Regions from separate parts of the Mus musculus genome. Here regions 2 and 3 are each linked to region 1. Evidence: chromatin contacts called from public promoter capture Hi-C data. All regions are on one chromosome and are shown on one strand. Each heading gives the region's core, a stretch centred on a gene start, on an enhancer-like site or on the middle of the called end of the contact. The rest is flanking DNA. Distances are from core to core; before and after follow the strand shown. Region 1 holds the start of Ccdc184 (coiled-coil domain containing 184). Region 2 holds the start of Ddn (dendrin). Region 3 holds the start of Ccdc65 (coiled-coil domain containing 65).

Region 1 (3,671 bases), core at 621-3,120:
GGGACGACAGCAGGACTGGTCCTGCAAAGCTCTGAGAACCTTTGCTACATCGTGATTAGATGTCATACTGGGTAAGCTCAGCTGCATCTTGCCTCTGTTTCTAGTTCTCCTGTAGTTTGAAAACAAAACAAACAGCAGACATTTGCACACGAGTGCATGTGTGTTATGGTGAGCCTGTGAGAGTCAAAGTATAACTCTCTGTGCCGAGGGATACCAAGAAAAAGTGTTCTGCTCTTTCATGAGCCAGCTTAGGGATCATCTAAAGTTTATTGACCATGTATGGCAAGAATGGCAGAGGCAAGAGCAACAACAAATTTGTTGAAGGAGCAAGGAAACAAGATTAATCATTAGTTTTTAGAAAGCAATACTGCATGGTGTGTGTGTGTGTTCATCTTTGTTTTGGGGAAATCAAATTTCTCACATCTGTCCAATATATGTCTTAAGTTATTTATGTAAACATTCCGACCCTGGGCACTTTAAGATAGTTTAATTTGCTTTTATTTTAACAGTAGCAGTAAGACAGGCATAGATGAATCTGTTCTTTGGTGCCTCAAAAACCTGGCTGGACACTCTTCATCGCCAAGACATACAACCAGGGAAATTAAAAAACACACTTGCAGTTACTGAACTACAGGTGACCAATGACACTCACCCACACTTAATTTTTTATACAGTTAGACAGCACTGTTCATTTACTTCTCCTTCCCAGAGTCTTGTAAACTCAGGGTTTTGACCACTTGGCTTCCTTTTATCAAAGCGATGTCAGCGTGTTATAGCCTACAAGATGACTACCTTCCCAGCCTATGTCGTCTCTAAATATATTATAACCAAATTTTCTTCCTCCTCCTCTTCTCCTGCTCTACCCTCTAAGTAGGGGAAGGAGTTTTCACAAAGGACAGGGGTGGTTAGTGGGCATCTAAAGATGGGAACTAGGGGCGCTGGCCCTAATAATTCACTCAATTGCACTTCGGTCCAGTGTTAACTCAGATTTAGAAACACTATTATTCGGTCCGTCAAGAAAACGATGTCAGCTGAGGTCTCTCAGTCATTAAGGGCTGAAAGGAAATTGTATTCAGGTCTTCTGAAGTCCACTATGTGTGGGCTGGAGAATCCTGGGGAGGAGAATGGTACTTGGTGGCTCTTATTTAAGTAGCTATTCCACAAATACATCATCTGCTCTCTGCGTCTCGGACGCTATTTAAAGCGCTGGGGATTCCGTGATGGAGGGTGCAGGGGAGGGGAATCTGTTGTTATGGAGTTTTCATTCTCGGAATTTAAGTACTTAGCTTCATAATTTTCATACCCCCCCAACCTGGGTAGAAACAGCTGGGTCCCATAAGAGACTGTATCTCACCCTGAGCTTTCTGGAGGGAGGGAAAATTGTTTTTTGTTTTTTTTTTTTTTTTTTTTTTTTTTTTTTTTTTTTTTTTGCTGCAGAAGGGAGAAGCAGATCGGTCGCGCCTCCCTCCGCCTTCCTCTGCACCTCCAAGCCTGGTGCTGCCAGCTCGCCTGGGATTATTAACAATCGCTACCCAGTCCTGTGGGCCGCTGGAGGATGGACCTGGCTCTCCCATGGTCCTCCAAGGAAGGAATGCGGAGAGCGGGTGAAAAGCCCCCCCCCCCCCCCCAGGCAGACGGTCTCTCTCCGGCTTGGGGGTGGGGGTCGTGCAGCAAACTGCTTTCTCATGCTGTCCTATTAAACATTGCAGCCACATGCTCTTTGCAGCTTCTCTGAGGCTACTGCAGCATCCCTGCCCCGCCCGTCAGCCCATACAACAGAGCTTCACTGCAGCTTCGGAACCCTGTTCTCTTTCTTCCTCACTTCCTCGTTGCCATGGAGACACACGTCATTTACGTGCCGTGCGTCGCCTTGGAAACGGGGGAGCATCCGCGGCGCCGCCGGGAGACCCGCCCCTGCCTCTCCAGCCGCACTCGCGGGCACTGCTGGTGGATGGCTGGGGGGAGTCCCGAGACTGACGCGCTGCGGGTCCCCGTCTCGACCCCGAGCCCTCTGCGAGCGCCTCTGTGACCTGTGAGCACTCTTTGTCGGTGATTGCCGGGAGGGCGGCGGGGACATAGGTACCACACTGGAGGCGAGCGGGCAAGCCACTTTTGCCCCCTGGGTAAGCCCGAAGATCCTGGTCCCGGGACCCTAGACAGGTCTTCGATCCATAGACTCTTCTCAGCCCTCCTTGATCCCGCCCGTGTCCTCTGCCTGGGGCCGCTCTCTTCACGTAGGCTCCCCGCCCCTCTAGGGAGCCTAGGTGTCCCTGGGCTCCACCCCGTCCCTCCCGGGACCTCTCCCCCTCCACACCCTTCCCCCACCCTGGAGGCCCGCTGGACACGACCCAGAGCTGCCACCGCCCGCTTCTGCCACTCAATGGAGGACAGTCTGCTGGAGATCATGACCAAGGACGGCGGCGACATGCCAGCGCCTCTGGAGGTGTCCACGGTGCCCGCCGTGGGGGACGTGATCTCTGGGGAGTATAACGGCGGTATGAAGGAACTGATGGAGCACCTGAAGGCCCAGCTGCAGGCCCTGTTTGAGGACGTGAGGGCCATGCGAGGGGCACTGGACGAGCAGGCCTCGCACATCCAGGTTCTGTCGGACGACGTGTGCGCCAACCAGCGGGCTATAGTCTCCATGTGCCAGATTATGACCACTGCGCCCCGCCAGGGAGGCTTGGGCGTGGCCGGCGGCAAGGGGAGCTTCCCAAGTGTTCCCCATGAACCAGAGACACCTTCGCCTGGGATCGAGGACAGCGGCTTGCTGGGTCGTGATCCTGATGAAGACGAGGACGAAGAGGAGAAAGAGACACCTAACCCCGCCACACCCACCAGTCACTGCGAGCTCTCTGAGAGCCCCGGTCTCCTTGGGGAGGATGGGCCACTTGTGGAGCCCCCCGACCTTCCTGACATTACCCTGCTGCAGCTGGAGGGCGAGGCCTCTCTGTGAGGGAGACCCCACCAGGGAACCAACTACCCGCGCTGGCTTTGGGTTTCCAAGTGCTTAACCCGAGGGGACTGAACAGTGCGGTGCAGTGTTCTTCACTTCAAACGTGGTCCTTATAGGTCAGGGAGAGAGACTCCCTCACAGAAGGATTTGTAGAGTCAAGGACTTTGGAAGCATCGCGAATTCCACCCAAGCAGGCATCATAGCAAACTGCAGAAAGGTGAGGTTCCCAGAAAGGACGTGCCCATCTCTGGACTCTCATCTATCCCTTTACCTTGCCCCCTTCCCCTCTTCCTAGGAAACAGGAGGACCATTGAATTATGTAAATAAAATTCTGCTTTTTCTATTCTGAAAAAGGAGTCATCTAGGACTTTGGCAAATAATCTCTATTTACCTAGAAATTAAGGAGTTGGGGTATTCTGTTCTGGCAACAGGAAATTTACCCTTTTCCCCAAACCCAAGATATTCAGTGCTCTGCGGAAACCTCTCCCCCTTACAGATCGCTCTGCAACTGCTGATGGGTAAAGGAAGCTTGAGGAGGGAACTGCGGCCCTAGGAGTCAGGGTACTCGGGTTCCCAGGGCCCCTAGGCTGGGAGGAGCTGGCTCTGATGTGCATGAAGACACAAGAGCTCAAGCTCTGGCACTGAGCATGCAGAGCCGAGCCTGCCCCGTCGCTGACTTCACCTGGGATTGCTTGGCCACTCACCTGGGCCTAGA
Region 2 (3,671 bases), core at 716-3,215, 640 kb after region 1:
TGCACGACTCCCCAGAGGGCACGAGCTGACCCTGCTGGGTTCGAGGGGTCGGAACGTACTGGGACTTTATCACCACGCATGTGGCGTCAATGACAAAGATGCCTTCTCTACCAGCGGGACCTCGGGAAATGCGGGGCAGGGTGTGGGCACGGCGGGTCACCTTCCAAACTTCCAGGGTCTCATGTTCTGCCCCCTCTCTTTGACCCAGGGACTCTTTCCACCCGGTGCCTCCAGGAGCCCAGGGTCTAGGGAGCGTCTGGCTGTGCCTAACTGGAGGCTTTTTAGGGGAGGCAAGCCAACACGTGGGAAGCCATATCTGCTCACTTCCTTCTTTCCCTTTCCTTGACCCCCTGAGGTGCTGCCTGGACCTGGGAACAGGACGAGGTGGGCTGCTGATCGCGGACCTAGAGAGAGCTGCGTCCGTGCCTGGACCGCCAGTCGTTTTGCCTTGGGAATGACTATCGCCAGCACTGTTCAGGCCAGCAGCAACTAGGCCTGAGCTTTTCTCTATAGCCCCTTTGCAAGACTCTGGCCTAGCTCTGGCTGCTGTACAGCCTGGAGCACCTCCTAAGAGTCCCCGTCCCTGTCTGAGACCCCAAGCTCCTAGAACATCCCGGTAGATTCGAGGATCCAGCCTCTTCTTCGTGCGCCCTCCCTCTGTCCTGGTGGTGGCTGGAACTGGGGCTGATGAGGTGGGCGCCCGGGAGAGCTCCGGGCCTCGCTTAGTCCCCAGGGTCCTGTGGGGACCTTCATAAGAAGGTGGAGCCACATAGGGTGGCGGCCGGTCCCAGCGGCGCCTTGGGGCTGTGCCTGCAGAGCCTCTCAACAGCAGGTGAGCCTCGTAGCTAGGGGGCCCTGGCCTTCTGCCTCCCCATGGCCCCGCCCATGCAACCCCTGGGTCACCCTGCGGGAGCACGGATGGTCGGGGCGCTCGCCCCACCTGCCCGAAGCGCTCTGGTCTGGAGAAAACTGGAAACCCTGTAGGTTGGGCTGCCCGAAGGGCGTTCCGGGGCTCTGGGCGGGGCTGACCTAGGGGACTCCGTCGGGCCCCGCCAGCCTTGCGCCTTTTTCTCTCGGTCTCCTTGGCCTCCCGCTCCTGCGACGCCGCCTTTCTTTTCTCTTGTTCCCGGGCTCGGACCTCGGCGGGGGGGCCCGCCCGCCAGTTGGTTGCCTCCTGCAGCACCCTGGAGGCCCAGGGTCGGCGGGGTGGCGGCTCAGGGGATCCCGGGCGCAGCCTACACCTGGGACAATGAGCAGGAACCCAGGTGAGCAGTTTGCGGGGACAGAGAGCCGAGGTCCGGGGAGCTGGGAGCACTGGAGACCACTTGGGGCAGCCATGTGGGAGGGTTCGTGTGAGTGTCTGAGCGAGTGCACGTGCGTATATGTTAGGGCTAAAGTCGAAATGAGACTCCTCGCCATCTCTCCATGCACACTTTAACAGCGACTGCCCCCATCTCACCGCCTGCCACTAGTACTCCTGTCCCCCTAAACAGCGCTCAATGATTCAGGCCCCAGTCCTCGACGAGTGGGGGGAGGGAGGCGCGGGAAAGAGAAGGGAACAGCAGCAATTGCTGGTGCCAGCGGGGAGGTCTGGACCCCACTTCCCGCCCCACCACTTGCTGCCCCTCACCCCTCCTTCACTCACGTGCGGCTCTGGGGCCCACGGGCCCAGTAGCTGGCCTGGATGTCCATGGACTGTCGAGAAGGAGCGCGACGACTATAATGACAGGAAATAGTCTTCACTTCAATCACCAACAGCTTGGACTTCTGCACCCAGAGGCAGCTGCCGGACTCCTCATCCTGGAGCTCCCGGGGGCTGTCGGGCCCCTCGGAGAATAACGGGCCATCCAGCATCCTGCCCCACCCCACCCCGGCCCCCCACCCTCCCACCCGCCCCGTGAGCCCCCTCCCAACCCAGGGAGCCGGCGCCCACTGCAGAGCGGCAGGCCCAGGGACTGGCAACTATATATACCCGGGCACACGTGTGTGCCTGTCTGTGCGTGTGTGAGTGTGTGCTAGCGCGCGAGCGCGCGCGCATGTGACACGCCGCCGTGGACGGCTCCGCGCTGCTTCCTCCCCCATGTGCACGGCCGCCCCCTGGGGCCTGGGATTGGACGCCCCTTCCCACTCACTGCTCAGGTCCCCCAAGCCTAATGGGACCTGCGAGTGGGCGGGGAGAGACTTCTGATTCTTGCCAAGCTTACGGTGCCCTCTCCTCCAGCCCCCATTTCTTCATCCTTCCCGAAGTTTTAACCCTTTGCTTTCCTGCTTGTCAGGTTGCCTGACCACCAGTGCTCTCTCTATTCCTGCCTGCTCGCCCAGACTCCTTTCTCCGACAGGGAGTGGTGAGAACAGAACTCAAGGTCTCTGCCTGCCACTCGCTGCTGGTTTCCATGGGGTTGGGGTGCAAGAGAGGCTGGCCCACAGCTGGGGGGAGCGGGCTATTTTTAGTGTCGGTGGCATTCGGGTGCAGCTGAGATGAGTAACCAGTTCCTAAGCAGTACAGAGAAGAGGTGCCGCTTTCAGGAAGCTTTTGTGCGACTCTGGGGGAGAGCTGCTCCCCCAAGACCTCAGAAAGGTGCACCTGTATGCCTCAGCTTTCTCTGCTGAGGCGGAACTCCATCTATCCTGGCCACCAAACAGCAGGACGACTCCTACTCTAAATATGGGTGTCCTTGGGCACCCACAGAGCCTTCCCTGAGCAGCAGGCTAGCTCCCCTAACCCAGAAGCCAGGATTCTAGGGTTACACAGTTCCGTGCCCACACAGCTCTTCCAAGCCTTATGTGGGGTGCAGATAGAGTGCTTAAATACATTTGTACCCTAACAGAGGGGGATGGACTAGAGTGCTCCTGTGGCACAGCCAAATCCCCTAGCAACAGAAAAGATAAAAGTGGCCTTTCTTTCCTAGGTCGGGGCTCTAGTTCACTTGACTGGCATGGTGTGGTGCAGCTCACCTTTTGGACTCACTCGATTCTGGGGGGTTGCTGCTTGCATCCTCGGGATCCCTCCCCCTATGCCTGTACCAGGTGTCCCCTGATTCACCATGGTAATGTTAGTGGCAGCACAGCCCACGCCAACCTTCCATGCAGAGACTTAGCAACCATGCCTGGCAACCATAGCAGCAGCTCAGGGGAGGGGAGAAGTGTAGGGAGCGGGATGAGAGGGTGGCAATGGCTCCTGAGGAAGAAGGGACCATTTGCTGCTCCTGACTTTAGGAACAGAAGCCTGTGGGCTTGCAAAGTGTGTCTATCCCCATTTTCCTCAGCTGCTTCCCAGGAGCTGAGACTTGGTGGGGTAAATGGGAGAGACAAAAGTTGGTTTTTCATAGAAGTACAAGGAGCATTTGGATACAGAGCCTTCTTTTTAAGGGGACAGGGACCAAAGAATTGTTATAGGTCACACTCATTGAGAAACAGCAAAGTAGAACCTGACCTGTTCTGCTGTCCCTCCCCTGCCACTCCTCAACCCCCACCCCATGCCATGATTCCACCTACCTCCTGGCTGCCCTGAGGATGGCTTGCAGGCACTGCCAGGGCCCAACAGAATCCCACAGCTTTTAAAGTCTTGCCTCCTCCCTGGACAAGTCCTCCTTGATGAAGGAATGTGACACAAGGAGACATTTGTCCTTTCCACCCTCTCCACACACACAAACATGCTCTAATTATAATCA
Region 3 (3,671 bases), core at 598-3,097, 540 kb after region 1:
TCTGTAGACCAGACTGTCCTCGAACTCAGAAATCCACCTGCCTCTGTCTCTTGAGGGCTGGGATTAAAGGGATGTGTCACAAACACCCAAGTACCTGTTAGTAGACGTTGGGGTTGCAACAGTTCCCTACTTTTTTGCCTTTGTAGCTTTGTTTTCCTAAATGTCTCATATAACATTCACAATAATACTGTCACCGCCAGCAGGGACTACAGCTCAGTGATGTGATCAGAGCAGCCTAAGGAGGCTCCGGGGAAGCTATGGGGACTTCTTCTAACTCAGGTCCTCTTGGCTATGTCTACCACAGAAAAGAATTCCAGGATGAGTCAGAGTGAGGAAAAGCTGGCTTACTGATGAGACAGAAAAACAGACAGACAGACAGACAGACAGAGACACAAGAGAGAGACAGAAGACTGAAGAGCAGGCATGAGAAGGGCACAGCTGGCTGCCTGGAGGTCACAGTGTGTGATTGGGGGCTTCGATGCTGCTTCAGGTGCAGATATTCCTAGGAGGGAGTGTGCACTGGTGTACATCTTTTTGTTAGCCACAGATTTTGCCCTTGAAAAGTAGGGTTAAAAAAAAATTTTTTTTAAGGAGCTGAAGAGGGCTGGTGAGATGGCTCAGTGGGTAAGAGCACCTGACTGCTCTTCCGAAGGTCCGGAGTTCAAATCCCAGCAACCACATGGTGGCTCACAACCTCCCTCATCTGGAGTGTCTGAAGACAGCTACAGTGTACTTACATATAAATAAATAAATCTTTTTTAAAAAAGGAGCTGAAAAGATGGCTCAGCGGTTAAGAACACTGGCTGCTCTTCCATAGATCTTGAGTTCAATTCCCATCAACTCACAACCATCTGTCATGGGGTCTGATGCCTTCTTCAGGCAAGCAGGTATACATGCAAATGAAGCACTCACACATTTAGAGAGAGAGAGAGAGAGAGAGAGAGAGAGAGAGAGAGAGAAACAAATTTAAGCTGGAAGTGATGACTCCTACATTTGATCCAAGCACTGGGGGTGGGGGATGTGGGGCGAGGCAGAAGTAGATGGATTTCTATCTATACAGTGAGTTTCTGGCCATCCAGGGCTACACTGAAACACTGTCTTAATTTTTTAGTAAGATTTATTTATGTGTATTTGCGTTTCTCTTGCATGTATATGTGTGGACCATGTGTCTACCCCATGTCCACAGAGGTCAGATGAGGGAGTCAGATCCCCTGGGACTGGAGTTATGAACAGTCATGAGCTGCCCATGTGGGTGCTAGGAACCAAACCCAGGTCTTCTGCAAGAGTGGCAAGTGCTCTTTGCCTCTGAGCCATCTCTCTATCACTAAGGAGACAATTTACAAAATATTTTTAAATATTTTATGTGTATGTGTGTTTGTGCACGTTAATGCAGCGTCCACCGAGGCCAGAAAGGCGTGTTTTGATCTCCTGAAACTGGGGTTCCAGGTGCTTGTGATCTCAGACCATTGGGCTTGGCAGTACCTCCCTTACCCAGTGAACCATCTCATTATTTGTATGTATGTGTAAGTGGTTTTGACCTGTTCTACGAAATCCGATGCTGTCTTCTGACCTCTGCAGGCACCAGGCATGCGCACGGTGCTCAGACACACACGTGGACAAACCAGGCATACACCAAATTAAAAAGTAAAATGGAAAAACTATTTGAAGACATTTATTATTTTTTTAAGAGAGACTAGGGTTCTTGATTTAAAAAAAAAAAAAAAAAAAAAAAAAGCCTACTTAAAAGAACTGACTGCGGTCCTCCGGCATGCAGGGGGCGCTGAAGTAATGCTGCCTCCCTATTTCTCACCCCGCGGTCTTAGCGAAGGTCCTTGTTGCTAGGAGACAAGATGCGTCTTTCTGTTCTCCAGCTGGGAGTCGGGTGTCGCCTGAGCACTCTTGGCGTGGAGGACAGAGGTCTAAGGCCCCATTACCTTAGCTCCAGAAGGTCCCTCCCTGTCTATGGGAAGTTTTTCTTTCTAATTCCTCACAAGTGGCTCGTAGCAGCAGGCAGAGGCTCCTTGCCCGGACCCAGTCCGCAGCCCAGCCATGTCTAAAAAAGGAAAAAAGCCCAAGTTGCCCAAGGCACCCCTGTCCGAGGAAGATCAGCTGCTTATATTTCAGCAAAAGATGCTGGCTGACGAAGAGGCAGCCAAGAAGAAAGAGAGACTCCTCACCCAGTTCTTGAAGGTGATGCTCGTCTGCAGTGTGTCCTGCCCAAACCCCCAAACCCCCAAACCCACCGCCCATGCACTGGTACCGTTGCCTGGGGTCGCGTCCTTGTGGCAGGCTCATTTTCATCCTTTCCTATCCCTCTGAAGTCCTTGGTCCCAAAATACATGGGCTTCAGACAACATTGGTTTTTGCCTAGGGCATTCTCTGTGAAACATGGGGGAGGGGAGAATTGAGTTTGGCAGTATCAACCGAGCCCCCAGAATTAGGACAGTGGATGCTGTCAGGTGTCCAAATTCAGCTGTCTTGAATTCTGAGGTTGGGTCTGGAGTGGGGTCGTTAGAAACTCTTCTCTGATGCTTCACCCTGAAGGGAACCCATTCATTGGAAACCACAAACAGGAGCCCCCGAGTGTTGGCTGCCAAGGGCTTTGTTTGTGAGAATACACGGGGACTGGTATTTTTCAGCGTGGTATCGATAGCACCGAGGTGGACCTTTCGCCTTGGCTGAAACGCATGTGATTACTCCTCCCTCAGGACAAGTTGGCCAAAGAAGAACACAACAGCGCTCTAAACCTTAATAAGATTAACACGCAGTGGAGAACCATCCTCAGGGAGGTGAAGACCAGAGAGCTTCACCAAGACATCGAGATCCTCAGCCAGACCTTTGAACGCGTGGTGGACTGTAAGGACAGCGTCATCAAGGTATGCACCCTCTCGGGCGTGGTGGCGCACACCTTTAATCCCAGTACTCGAGAGGCAGAGGCAGGTGGATTTCTGAGTTCAAGGCCAGCCTGGTCTACAGAGTGAGTTCCAGGACAGCCAGGGCTACACAGAGAAACCCTGTCTCAAAAAGACCCCCCCCCAAAAAAAAAAAGAAAGAAAGAAAGAAAGAAAGAAAGAAAGAAAGAAAGAAAAAAGAAAAGGGAAAGGGAAAAGGGAAAAAAGAAGGAAAAGGAAAAGGAAAAAGGGAAAAAAAAAAAAGTATGCACTCTCTCCAGAGAGCAGGCGGGGATGGCTTCCAGACCTTCCTAGGTAGAATGGGCCTAGTGAATTATTTATTATTTATTGTTGTTATTGCTGCTGCTGTTACTATTATTATTAATTATTATTTTGAGACAAAGTCATGTATCCTATTATTGTTATTACTATTATTATTACTTTTGAGACAAAGCCATGCTTTCCTATAATGGCCTCAGACTCACACGTAACAGGATAGATAACCGTGAACTCCCCACCCTCCTACCCCAACTTCCCAACTGCTGGAGTGGCAGGTGTGAGCTACACAGCTGGATCTACCTAATCAGCCTTCAAGCCTTCACCAGGCACAGGCTGTGACAAACGTGGCCTATTGGTTCTAATCACTGTCACTGAGATGAGAAAGGAATTTCTGAGCTGTAACTCTTCTCCCCTACCTTAGAGGCTCTGAATCCTATGGGGCAGCCAGCATCACCAGCAACTTGAACTCAGGCCCACGCCTTTATTTCAGTATCCGAAGGC

What was found. Promoter capture Hi-C pulls out the DNA fragments that hold promoters and counts their contacts. Capture Hi-C pulls out chosen DNA fragments and counts their contacts.
Region 2: a promoter capture Hi-C map of pre-B cells shows a contact between it and region 1, with 3 times the contacts expected there. The contact joins the promoter of Ddn here to the promoter of Ccdc184 in region 1. A contact is called at or near these places in 3 of 39 promoter capture datasets (the 3T3-L1 cell line, pre-B cells and stem cell-derived epiblast-like cells) and 1 of 484 Hi-C or Micro-C datasets (embryonic stem cells).
Region 3: a contact with region 1 is called in a promoter capture Hi-C map of adipose tissue. The contact joins the promoter of Ccdc65 here to the promoter of Ccdc184 in region 1. A contact is called at or near these places in 1 of 39 promoter capture datasets (pre-B cells) and 2 of 9 other capture datasets (adipose tissue and pancreatic islet).

The regions. Positions count from the first base shown.
Region 1 is chr15:98,165,936-98,169,606 of GRCm38.p6, forward strand. It overlaps Ccdc184 (coiled-coil domain containing 184), which reads left to right and starts at 1,871. Exons shown (of 1, transcript NM_177716.3): 1 at 1,871-3,671. The coding sequence starts at 2,381. The coding sequence ends at 2,956.
Region 2 is chr15:98,805,960-98,809,630 of GRCm38.p6, forward strand. Ddn (dendrin) reads right to left here and starts at 1,966. Exons shown (of 2, transcript NM_001013741.1): 1 at 1,646-1,966; 2 at 1-1,241. The coding sequence starts at 1,854. It overlaps B130046B21Rik (a long non-coding RNA gene), which reads left to right and starts at 356. Exons shown (of 3, transcript XR_003951472.1): 1 at 356-1,265; 2 at 2,277-2,363; 3 at 2,910-3,671.
Region 3 is chr15:98,706,347-98,710,017 of GRCm38.p6, forward strand. It overlaps Ccdc65 (coiled-coil domain containing 65), which reads left to right and starts at 1,848. Exons shown (of 8, transcript NM_153518.2): 1 at 1,848-2,190; 2 at 2,709-2,876. The coding sequence starts at 2,050.